2 separate regions of the Mus musculus genome follow, and region 2 is linked to region 1. The links are chromatin contacts, called in public ChIA-PET maps. All regions are on one chromosome and are shown on one strand. Each heading gives the region's core, a stretch centred on a gene start, on an enhancer-like site or on the middle of the called end of the contact. The rest is flanking DNA. Distances are from core to core; before and after follow the strand shown.

Region 1 (5,033 bases), core at 1,690-4,189:
TCACATGTCCCCAGCTTACACATATACATACTTACAAGTAAGATTTAAAGGAATATACTGTTAACATTGATAATGGACCATATGAGTAAAGAGACACAAGGACCCTTATTAGTGCACTAATGAATATAATGTAATTAGAGTGTACACACCCCCAGCTACTCTAAGTCATCCTCCAGTTCCCTTCCCACCTTCATGTCTTCTCATCCTGCACCTCTTCCTCTTTCTTTTTACTCTGAATAAATTAATGCTGGCCTCATGTCCCTGACATTAGACACCATCTACCAGACCATGGACAATTTATTATGACCCACACCCCCATAGAAAACCCATTCTCCCTTTCCCAGTCACCAGATATCAACTGCTAGTAGTTCCTCAGCTAGGGTTGGGGTCTCAAGAGCTCACTGCTTCTCCATACTGGATGTTGACTGGCTTGATCGTGTGTATCTTGTTCCAACAATCATAACTACTGTCATAGCCCCGTCATATCCAAAAAAAATATTATTTTAGAACAATATGATCTGTTTTTAAAAGTACTTAAATTTATTACTTCAAAATTAAAGTATAGACATTCCTATGATTTCTGGAATCTTGGAGAAGCTTAATTCCTCTCTCTTCATCTCTTGTAAGATGGGAGGTTCAAAAGGATGAACTGTGTAAAGGAGAAATCTTGGTGCTGTTTTATTGGGAGCCATTTTGTTTGCTTCTGCCTGCCAGGCACAGTCAAGGCAGGTCAGGGTCTGCTATCAGATTTCCTGGCCTGCTGACTCATGGAACAATAAGAGGAAATACACTTGAGTTTCAAGTCAAGGGGTTGAACATTCTATGAATCTTGGTGTAAGAAACAGGGAAGTCTCTGGATGGGAACAGATGTCCTGTGTGTACATCACCCATTGTTTCTGCTACCTTGTGACTTTGTTTCCCATGGTACTAAGGAATATAAGAAGGCTAATAAAATAAACTCGAGGCTGATGTCGTATTCACCCGCAGCCTTCCCAATTCTAAGTTTTGTTTCTGAGTCTTCTTTCTGACTTTCCTTGAATCATCCTCACTCCTCATTCAGAGGCTGCTTGACTTTGGGTTAAAGGGACAAGAACAGCCTTTAATTTTGGTAGTGACTTTGTTGAGGTGGCCAGAAACATGTCGTGTCAAAGGTAGATCCCTTGATGGGGAAAGAGAGTTGCAGACACAGGAACATTCAGAAAAAGAAAAAGCAAAACAAAACAAAACAAAACGAAACTTTGACCAAATATAATGTGAGATGTGGTCCTCACTAATGCGAAATTAAACATCAGGCTTTGTTGATATGTGGGATTTTAGTCTAGTGCCTAAAAATGGTTTTGGAAGAGTGAAACTACAAGGGCTGAAACAGTGTGTTGTGTTGGTCAATACATGGACATTGAAGCCACTGTAAATGTCAATAATAGTTATGGGAGGAAAAATGGGACAAGTCAAATATATATCACCAACAAGGAACAGAAGAACAGTGGCTTTGCTGAGGATAACATGAAGAAGAAGAATGAATATCTACGATGACTGAGACACTTCAAGGGGGAAAGGAGAAGAATGTGAGCTGAGAAAACAGAACGTGGAAGCTCCAACCACGTGTTTAGATGGAAGGAAGGTAGAATTTCCAGGGTCTGTTTTAGATAATTTTCAGAAAGTAAAACCACCAAGGAAAGCAGAAGTTTCTATTGTGCCCAAGTCTACAAGAAAGAAGTGTGCTGGTGGTGAGTATTTCCCCAAATGCAGAGAAGGCAATTGTGAAAGTTCTATCCTGACTTCCAACTCATCAGTCTTTAAAACACAGGAAGTGGACACATTGTGAACCCCAGTGTATCCACTGATATGTCACCAGCTCTTAAACATATATTCTCCACATCTAAGTCAGTCAGTCAGTCACGCACGCACACACACACACACACACACACACACACACACACACACACACACTATTCCTGACCTGACCTGTTGGTGTGGTAAGCAGAGAATATCTCCTACTGAGTCTCAGCAGACTTCTCTAAGAATGAGGTTGGCAGATCGGAAAGCGAATTTTTCTTTATTTTGTTAGAATTCAGTAGACATTAAATCCAATTAAACATCTGTTGCCACCTCAAGACATAACTGCTACTGAATGCATTTGAGGATGTCCTACCTGGCCAGTGATTACAGAGAGCATGAGATATATGTATACATTAAACTGAGTTATGCTACAGGAGATGATAGTGTCCTCACCTCAAGACTCGTAGTCTAACAAAGGTGTTTGTTTACTAATTCAGGTTTAACAACTTTAAATGAAATAAAACTGATTGCCACAGGCATCCAACAATTCATTGGGAGTGGATTTGAACTCTTGAGACTCGTGGCTGTTAGCAAAGATCCAGTGCCACTCTGAGAAGTGTGATTGCATCCTTGTCTCTGATGCAGGAGGTCTGGATCTTTAAGTGAGTTCTTGTCTATCGACAACAGGAGTAGCAGCAGAAGCTGGAGTGCTGAAGCTCCAGTGAGCTCTAGCTAGTGGGAGAAGCCTGAGGCTCTCCCTCCTCTCAGATTTAGATACTTTTTCTCAAGTTTAGTCTGTGCCTGGTCAGTCTTTTTTTTTTTTTTTTTCCGTGCAAAAAGTTCTATGTATTCGTTCATTTTTGTGCATGCACATGTATTCACATGCCACAGTGTATGCTGTTCCAGTCAGAAGACAGATTTAAGGATCACTTGGGTCCAGATTGTCTGAATGTGAACACATAAAGAAAGTAAGACTAAGCAGGGAAGACTGTCCCAGCCTAAGCCCTCTGCAGATGCTTGTCACAGGTTTCTAGGAGTTCTGGGTGCTGCTGTAGTCCTTGCAGCCTGCTGTCTGCTGCTTCCATCTGTAGTGCAGGATTTTGCTCAGCCTGGGCTTTTGTTTCTTTTGATGTGGCTGCTGCTACTGCACAAATGATGGTCTGTGGTTGGTTTGTGGAGCTCCAGCCTGCCTCCCAGTACTCAGAAAGGTGTTAGAAAGCTCAGGGTAGGACTACTGACTGCCTTTTTCCATGGCAGTGTACATAGCACTATGGGAGGAAATCCTCAGAGGGTAGGCTGCCAAATTAGGGGAATTTCCCAAGCACTCCACCTATATGAAGATCTATAGGCAATAAATGCTACTGAGAGGGAGAATCTGTGTTCTTCAAGTAGGAGTCCCCTGTTAGATTATCCAGTCATAAGTGGTCAGCCCTAAATACATACACATACAGCAATACCAAATAGACTCGATACATCACATGCCCATGTGCACATGCACACAGATGTGTCTTTACATCCCTCAGAGAAAGACATCCTGTCACGTAGCTATGGAAACTACTCATAGTCAGTCCTTGCAAATTTCTGAGGGAAAACTGGGTAAAAGTCCCAAAGTATGTGACATTTTTTTTTGACAGCATGCCTCAGTGATCAAAGAATGACATAACCAGAATATAATTTCCTCCCTTACTTGTTGGTGTTTAGAAGTTATGCTGACCTCCCTTGGACTGATATTTTGAATACAGTGGGTTAGTCTTCAAGATAAGTCAGTAAATTCGTAGCAACAAGAATGAATAAGTTCTCCAGTCATTAGAAATGGCACAAGACTTCAATTATATTTCCACCACTGAGCTTCTTCATAATAATTGTACCAAAGTATCAGCTCAATACTTCCTGAGGTCGAGCCAAACTCCAATGGCAGCTAATTCTACCCATGTCAACAATGCCCAGTGTGCACATAGTCACCTTCAGTATCATAGATACAGCCACATCAGACCTATGTCTTACTTATAAGCTACTAAGGGTCTTGAATGTCTGAATCTACATTCATTTTCTCTGGAATAGTTACTCTAGATTTTCCATTTTATCTTCAGTGTATTCTTCTGACTTTCTGTGTGAAAACATGAAGGTATCTGAAATGGAAGAGCATTCAAATACAGCTCAGACAGAAAATGGAAGTGTCTAGAGACATTTGGCCAAGAGGCTGACTTCTAAGTTGATATTTGTTCTGCCCAAACAAAATCGAAGTCCATAGTGAACTCTGTAAAACCCTTTCATATCATGAAACCAATGACCTTATATCACTTCTGTGGGTGCTTTTGGATCACATTCTCCCTCAGGCATCTTTCAGTATCTCATGGACCACAAATACTGCTGGCTGTCTTAGGGTTTTACTGCTGTGAACAGATACCATGACCAAGACAAGTCCTATAAAGGTCATCATATATTTGGGGCTGTCTTACAGGTTCAGAGTTTTAGTCCATTATCATCCAGGTGGGACCATGGCAGTATCCAGGCAAGCATGGTACAGGATGAGCTGATAGTTCTACATCCTCTTCTGAAGGCTGTTAGCAGAATACTGACTTCCAGAATGCTTGAATGAGGATCTTAAAGCCCACAACCACACTGAGACACCTACTTCAACAAGGCCATACCTCCTAACAGTACCATTCTCTGGGCCTATCATATACAAACCATCATACTGGTAATGGCAGTGTTCACTTGGTTAGGAATGAAGAAAAAGAAGCCTTTAACACTGCAACACTGCTCAGTGTAACTCCTGCTCCCTCATCCTCAGGAGGCAACCCCAGAGCTGAAAGCTTCAACATGTCCACAGAGAATACATTTATACTCTCCAGATTGGCAAGTTCTGTCTTTCACCATCCAGTATTTTAAAAAATATTCTATGGCATAGTTATCTGAAAACAATCATGATAGAAACAGTCTACAGCAATCCAATGTTTTCTGCTCTTACATCTTCACTAGTGCAAGGCTCAGGATGAGGAGTCAAGGTCACAGGATTTGTGAGCCTCCTTTTAAAATCTTACTTCTGTGTGGTGCTGTGCATTGAGTATTTCATTGTAGCACATTATTCGGTACTTTTGTGTCTTTCTATACAGAAATAGGTATTTGATAATATTCATGTCTTAGTAACTTTTCTAGTTCTGTACTAAGGTACCATGACCAAGGCAATGTACAGAAGAAAGACTATATTTGAAGCTCATTGTTTCAGAGGGTGATTCCATGACCATGATGAC
Region 2 (5,033 bases), core at 1,514-4,013, 43 kb before region 1:
AAACTCAAGAAGAAGGAAGACCAAAGTGTGGATACTTTGTTCCTCCTTAGAATGGGGAACACAATACCCACGGAAGGAGTTACAGAGACAAAGTTCAGAGCAGAGAAGGAAGGGAGGACCATCCAGAGACTGCCCCAACCAGGGATCCATCCCATATACAACCATGAAACCCAGACACTATTGTGTATGCCAGAAAGGTTTTGGTGACAGAACCCTGTTATAGATCTCTCTTGTGAGGCTATGCCAATGCCTGGCAAATACAGAAGTGGATGCTCACAGTCATCTATTGGATGGAACACAGAGCCCCTGATGAAGGAGGTAGAGAAAGTCTCCAAGGAACTAAAGGGGTCTGCAAACCTATAGAAGGAACAACAATATGAACTAAAAAGTACCTCCCAGAACTATGTCTCTAGTTGCATATGTAGCAGAGGATGGCCTAGTCAGCCATCAATGGGAGGAAAGGCTCTTGGGATATTGCGAAGACCATATGCCACAGTACAGGGGAATACCAGGGCCAGGAAGCGGGAGTGGGTGGATTGAGGAGCAGGGCAGGATGGAGGGAAGGTATAGGGGACTTTGGGAATAGCATTTGAAATGTAAATGAAGAAAATATCTAATAAAAAATAGCATAGGAAAAAAAAAAGAACCTTAAGGCAGAATAGAATAAATTGTTTCCCAATACATTAAGAATATTTTACAAATAAAAATATTCTAGTTCTCAACCAAAAAAAAAATTCAAATTCAGGGCCTAAGGAGATGCCTTATTCATGAACTGTTTGTTATGCATGCATGAGGGTGTTAATTTGGATCTGCAGTGAAAAGCTGGGCATGGCAATGTGCGCTCTTAATCCCAAGGCTGGGGTGAGGTCAGAGACAGCAAAGCCCTGAGGCTCACTAGTCAGCTAGTATAGCAAAGCAGTGAGGTCCTGATTCTGTAAAAGATATTTCAAAAAAACCAAAAAATCAGAGAGCAATAGAGGAAGACACCCAATGTCAACTGCAGACATCAGCAAATATGCAGAGGTGCACTTACGCAGGCTCACACACACATGTGCAAACACAAATACCCACACACACATATGTGCACACACACACACAAACACATGTCTCTCTCTTTCTCAATATAATACAGAAGAGAAACACAGGGAAAGGAACACACAGGTTTATCCTGATGTTTTGTAGATTCAGTTGAGTGCTGAAGTGAACAAAAGGCTTTAGCAAGTGTTAGAGAGAGCCCTGCTCCTGCTGCTCCCCTCAATCCTGTCTCAGCAGTGCCACTCAACTGACAAGAACTGGACACATCCCTGCTCTGTTCCAGACCAGAGACTCCCCTGGCCTTAGTGGAATCCAAGAACCTGCTGACATGAACTTCTTCCCAGTCCTGGTGTGGACTCTGTGTGTGTTCTACCTGGGCCTGCAAATGGGTGGCCATGTGGACCCAACAGATGAATAGGGGGAGAGTTCACTGAAGTAGAATTAAGGTACCAGTTTACCTCCATGCTGCTGACCTGCTCCTTTGTCCCTTTATCACTCTGAGTTCTGCACCAAATGTCTAGGAGAGTAAATTAAGGACCCTGAAGCTAGGTGCCTGGATATGGCCCAGTCTCTGAGGGGTACTCCCTTGTTTAATCCTTCCTGTGAAATCACAATGGATCGCTCTGCAGCTCCCTGCCCCCCCCCCCCCCGCTTTGTGTTTCATCCTTTACAAATGGTGTTCAATCTCCCATCAGAGACAAAGTTCAGATCCCAAACTGGCTGCCTTCCTAAGGGCTCAGAAAATAAAGCTTTCATTTTTAAGCTTCCATCTCAGAAGTGAGTTTTCTTAGCTTCTACCCTGAACACAACTCCTACTTACTATTCTTTAATTACTTCTTTAAAATCAGTTTTTAGATCAACTGTTGTGTTTTCTGAAAAAGAAAAAGAAGCCAGGGATATGTGTGGTGGAGGCGTGGTATGTTGAGGTGGTAGGTGGTGTCTCAGAGGGCACATGCTGAGGAATCCTGTCCTCCTGAAGTACCAGCCACACAATTGTATAGTATAGAATAGAGTTTATTTTAGACATGAAGAGGGGATTTGAGAGGGTAGTAGAGACAGAGAAAAAGGAAGGGAGGAAGCAGGGAGAGGAATGGAGAAGAAAGAGGGTAAGAAAGGAAGAGAGGAAGATTTCAGGGAGAGAGATTGAGGGGGGGGGGGCAGAGTGGACAAGCAGCCCTTTTTATAGTGAGTCATGTCCACCTGGCTGTTGCCAGGTAACTGTGGGGCAGAGTCCAGAAGAAATGGCAACAGTGATGGTTCCTGTTTTAGAAAACACAGGTTTAAAACATTAAAGCTCTTCGCTCAAGAAGCACCTGGAATTTCCCCTGAGAGAAGCACACTTGCAATCCTCCCAGATTGTGTCATTTCCACTGATGGGGCCCTGGGTTTACTGTGCTTTATCTGTGCCTAGAAGGCTGGAGGAAACTGGAGATGGGTTCCAAAGAAAGAGAATGTAAACTCTTTCCACAGTGGAGGCCTGCTGTCCCTTGGCTGCAACACAGTTTCTCACTGGCTTTTTCTGACACTAAGCATCCTCTGACCTCCCCTTCCAGTCTTGGGCAAGTTAACAATGCCTTGGTTTACTTTACTTTCAATTTTGTTTTTGCTGCTGCCTGTGTGAGTGTGTGTGTGTGTGTGTGTGTGTGTGTGTGTGTGTGTGTGTGTGTGTGTGTGTGGTCAGCTCACATAAAGGAGGAGCAAAGAGAGCAGGAAGTGAGGAGAGCAGAAGTGAGCCTGAGGAGGCAGCAGCAGCTGAGAACTGCACTTGGACCTGTGCTGTGGGACCAGGTATATTTACTTTTCCTTTCTTTAAGGAGCAACTTAGTCTGGACCCCAGCTTGATTTCCAAGTCAAAGTGGCAACTGAGGGAGGGGGAAGGGAGGCGGGTTCTGTGCTCTCTGGTCTGCAGGGGGCTGTGGCTGGCTTTAGGTCTAGGAGGTGAGTTTCTTTCCTCTGACAAAGGACAGATACAAAGTGGCAGCCTGACACTCCTGGCTGCCCTGCTCTGTTGGTGAAGCTGTGGGAAGAGCCCTGGTCCTGCCTCAGCTGGGACCACAGCTACAGCTCCTGCCCTGGTTCACAGCCAGATGAATGTCTTTCTGTGGAGGAACCTTGTGAAGAAAATTCAGCAAAAGGGCTTGGCAAACATCTATTTGGACATAAACTTAGTTTCTTCCTGACGTACTTTTTATTAAGTTTAGTAAGTAGATAGCAAAGTTGTCTCTTGATATTTAGTTTTTGTTTTGTTTTGTTTTCTTTTTTTGGAGGGGGTGGGGGAGATATAGAGATCCCATGGGCTCTATGCATTTTGTTTGGGCTGCTCTTCTTATCTCATTAATGGGTCTAAGCTGCAGAGAGACTGTCTTGTGGAATCAAGTGACTTCTGGGGATTGTACACATTCTCTGCCCTTGGCATAATGTCCTCTTGCTTATCTGGGACTGAGGGCAGGGGAGGCAGGTTATGTGTTGTCTGGCCTGCAGGGGTCTGTGGCTGGCTTTAAGTCTATGAAGGTCTATGAAGTTGGGTAAAGTAATTAATTGTATTCCCTTCTCTGGCTGAAGAATATTCTATTGTGTGTGCTATCAGACTGTGTTAATGTATGCATCTATTGGTGATCTGTTGATGGGAGACTGGGCTGTTTCCACATTGTGGGTATTGTAAACACAACTGCGATGAACAACACAGATCAAAGGTCCATCCAAGTCCTTGTTTGCTAGTTTGTTTGTGTTGTAATCAAATAAGAGTTGTTAGATCATATGAAACTATTCATTTTCTCAGAAGCCATGACTGTTTTCCCTGAGGGAATATTCTGTGTTTTTAGCTGCAGAGTACAGACACCTGAGTTGTTTAAATTCCAGGTGACATGTATTCATTTTTGCATTGTGTGGTAGCTATCCTGATGAGTATGAAGTGATGCCTTGTGGTTTGATTGGGACTTCCTCAATGTTTGTCACAGGGTCTGAAGAATTATTGAGGAACAATATCATGTAGCTCTTAAAATAACCTAGTCCGTGCTGATGCAAACATCAGCAAAACTAAGCAATTAATTTCAAATGATATATATGTTAGCCCAAAGCAAACCTCAGCCTCAGTGAGTTATAAGAAGCCAAATCACACACGATCATGTGACTCTAGACTCTGACACCAGGTTCTCCAGCCTGGCAAAGCAGAAATCATGTAAAGAAAAGTTTATTTTGCATCCAATGTTTCCCTAATATAGCCTGATTGACATTCTATCCTAGGAACTAAAGACACTAAACCATTCACTATGGTACTTCCCTGTTTGTACACTGCATCTTTTTCAAATAATTTTTTCTTAACTTCTATAGTTCTCTTGTGCCAGATGATTAGCAATATTGAATATTATCTTGTGTGCTCTTGGATGTTTGCAGGCCTTTTCTGCAGATATATCCATCTCCTCAGCAATTTTCTCAGTTTAGAACTGACTTGTCTATGATGAGTTGTAAAGGAACTTTATTACACATGTGATTTACAGGTCGTCTTCACCCATTCTTGAGTTGCCCTTTTACTTTCTTTATAGAATGCTCTGGTGCACAACGGTTCTTAATCTTACAAAGTCTGTTTTCTCTATTTATTTGCTCATGTTGAGGTTTTATTTTCATGTTCAAGAAATAATCTTTACTTGAAACACAAGTTAGGTAAAACTGAGATCAGGTTAGCCCCAGGTTAGCCTGTTGCAATTAAGCTCTGTGTTGCTTCCTGCAGACAGGACCTGTGTCAGGTAGGGTGCAGGTAGGCACTAAAAAGTCTAACAAGGACACATGTAATTCCCACCTTTTATTCAGCTGTACATCTCAGTGTAATTAATTGGTATTGCTCACAGTTTCTACATATTTTCAGCCATATAGAAATCTATTCATGGATATACCAAGGCCTGTGAGACTACTAGTCTGCCACTTTGCTGGTTGTTTGCTGGGTTGACCTTGATGAATATCACTATGGTTTAGATTTTATTATACTGAATTAAAGCTTTATA

Evidence for each region. ChIA-PET counts read pairs in DNA pulled down with a chosen protein or histone mark.
Region 2: an RNA polymerase II ChIA-PET map of effector CD8 T cells shows a contact between it and region 1, with 41 read pairs. The contact joins the promoter of Gbp8 here to the enhancer-like site in region 1. A contact is called at or near these places in 1 of 39 promoter capture datasets (macrophages), 2 of 484 Hi-C or Micro-C datasets (Th1 cells and trophoblast stem cells), 2 of 115 datasets of contacts at active chromatin or transcription factors (CD8 T cells and effector CD8 T cells) and 3 of 9 other capture datasets (adipose tissue, liver and pancreatic islet).

What each region holds. Positions count from the first base shown.
Region 1 is chr5:105,008,482-105,013,514 of GRCm38.p6, reverse strand. It overlaps a transcript of Gbp8 not described here. Among named protein-coding and RNA genes, the nearest start is that of Abcg3, 28 kb to the right of the region's middle. Within about 2 kb of position 2,939, at least 26 of the 459 cell types and tissues checked have an H3K27ac peak or open chromatin away from gene starts, as enhancers often do. A contact at or near this core is called in CD8 T cells, Th1 cells and effector CD8 T cells, where this site is marked.
Region 2 is chr5:105,051,291-105,056,323 of GRCm38.p6, reverse strand. It overlaps Gbp8 (guanylate-binding protein 8), which reads left to right and starts at 2,763. Exons shown (of 10, transcript NM_029509.4): 1 at 2,763-2,823.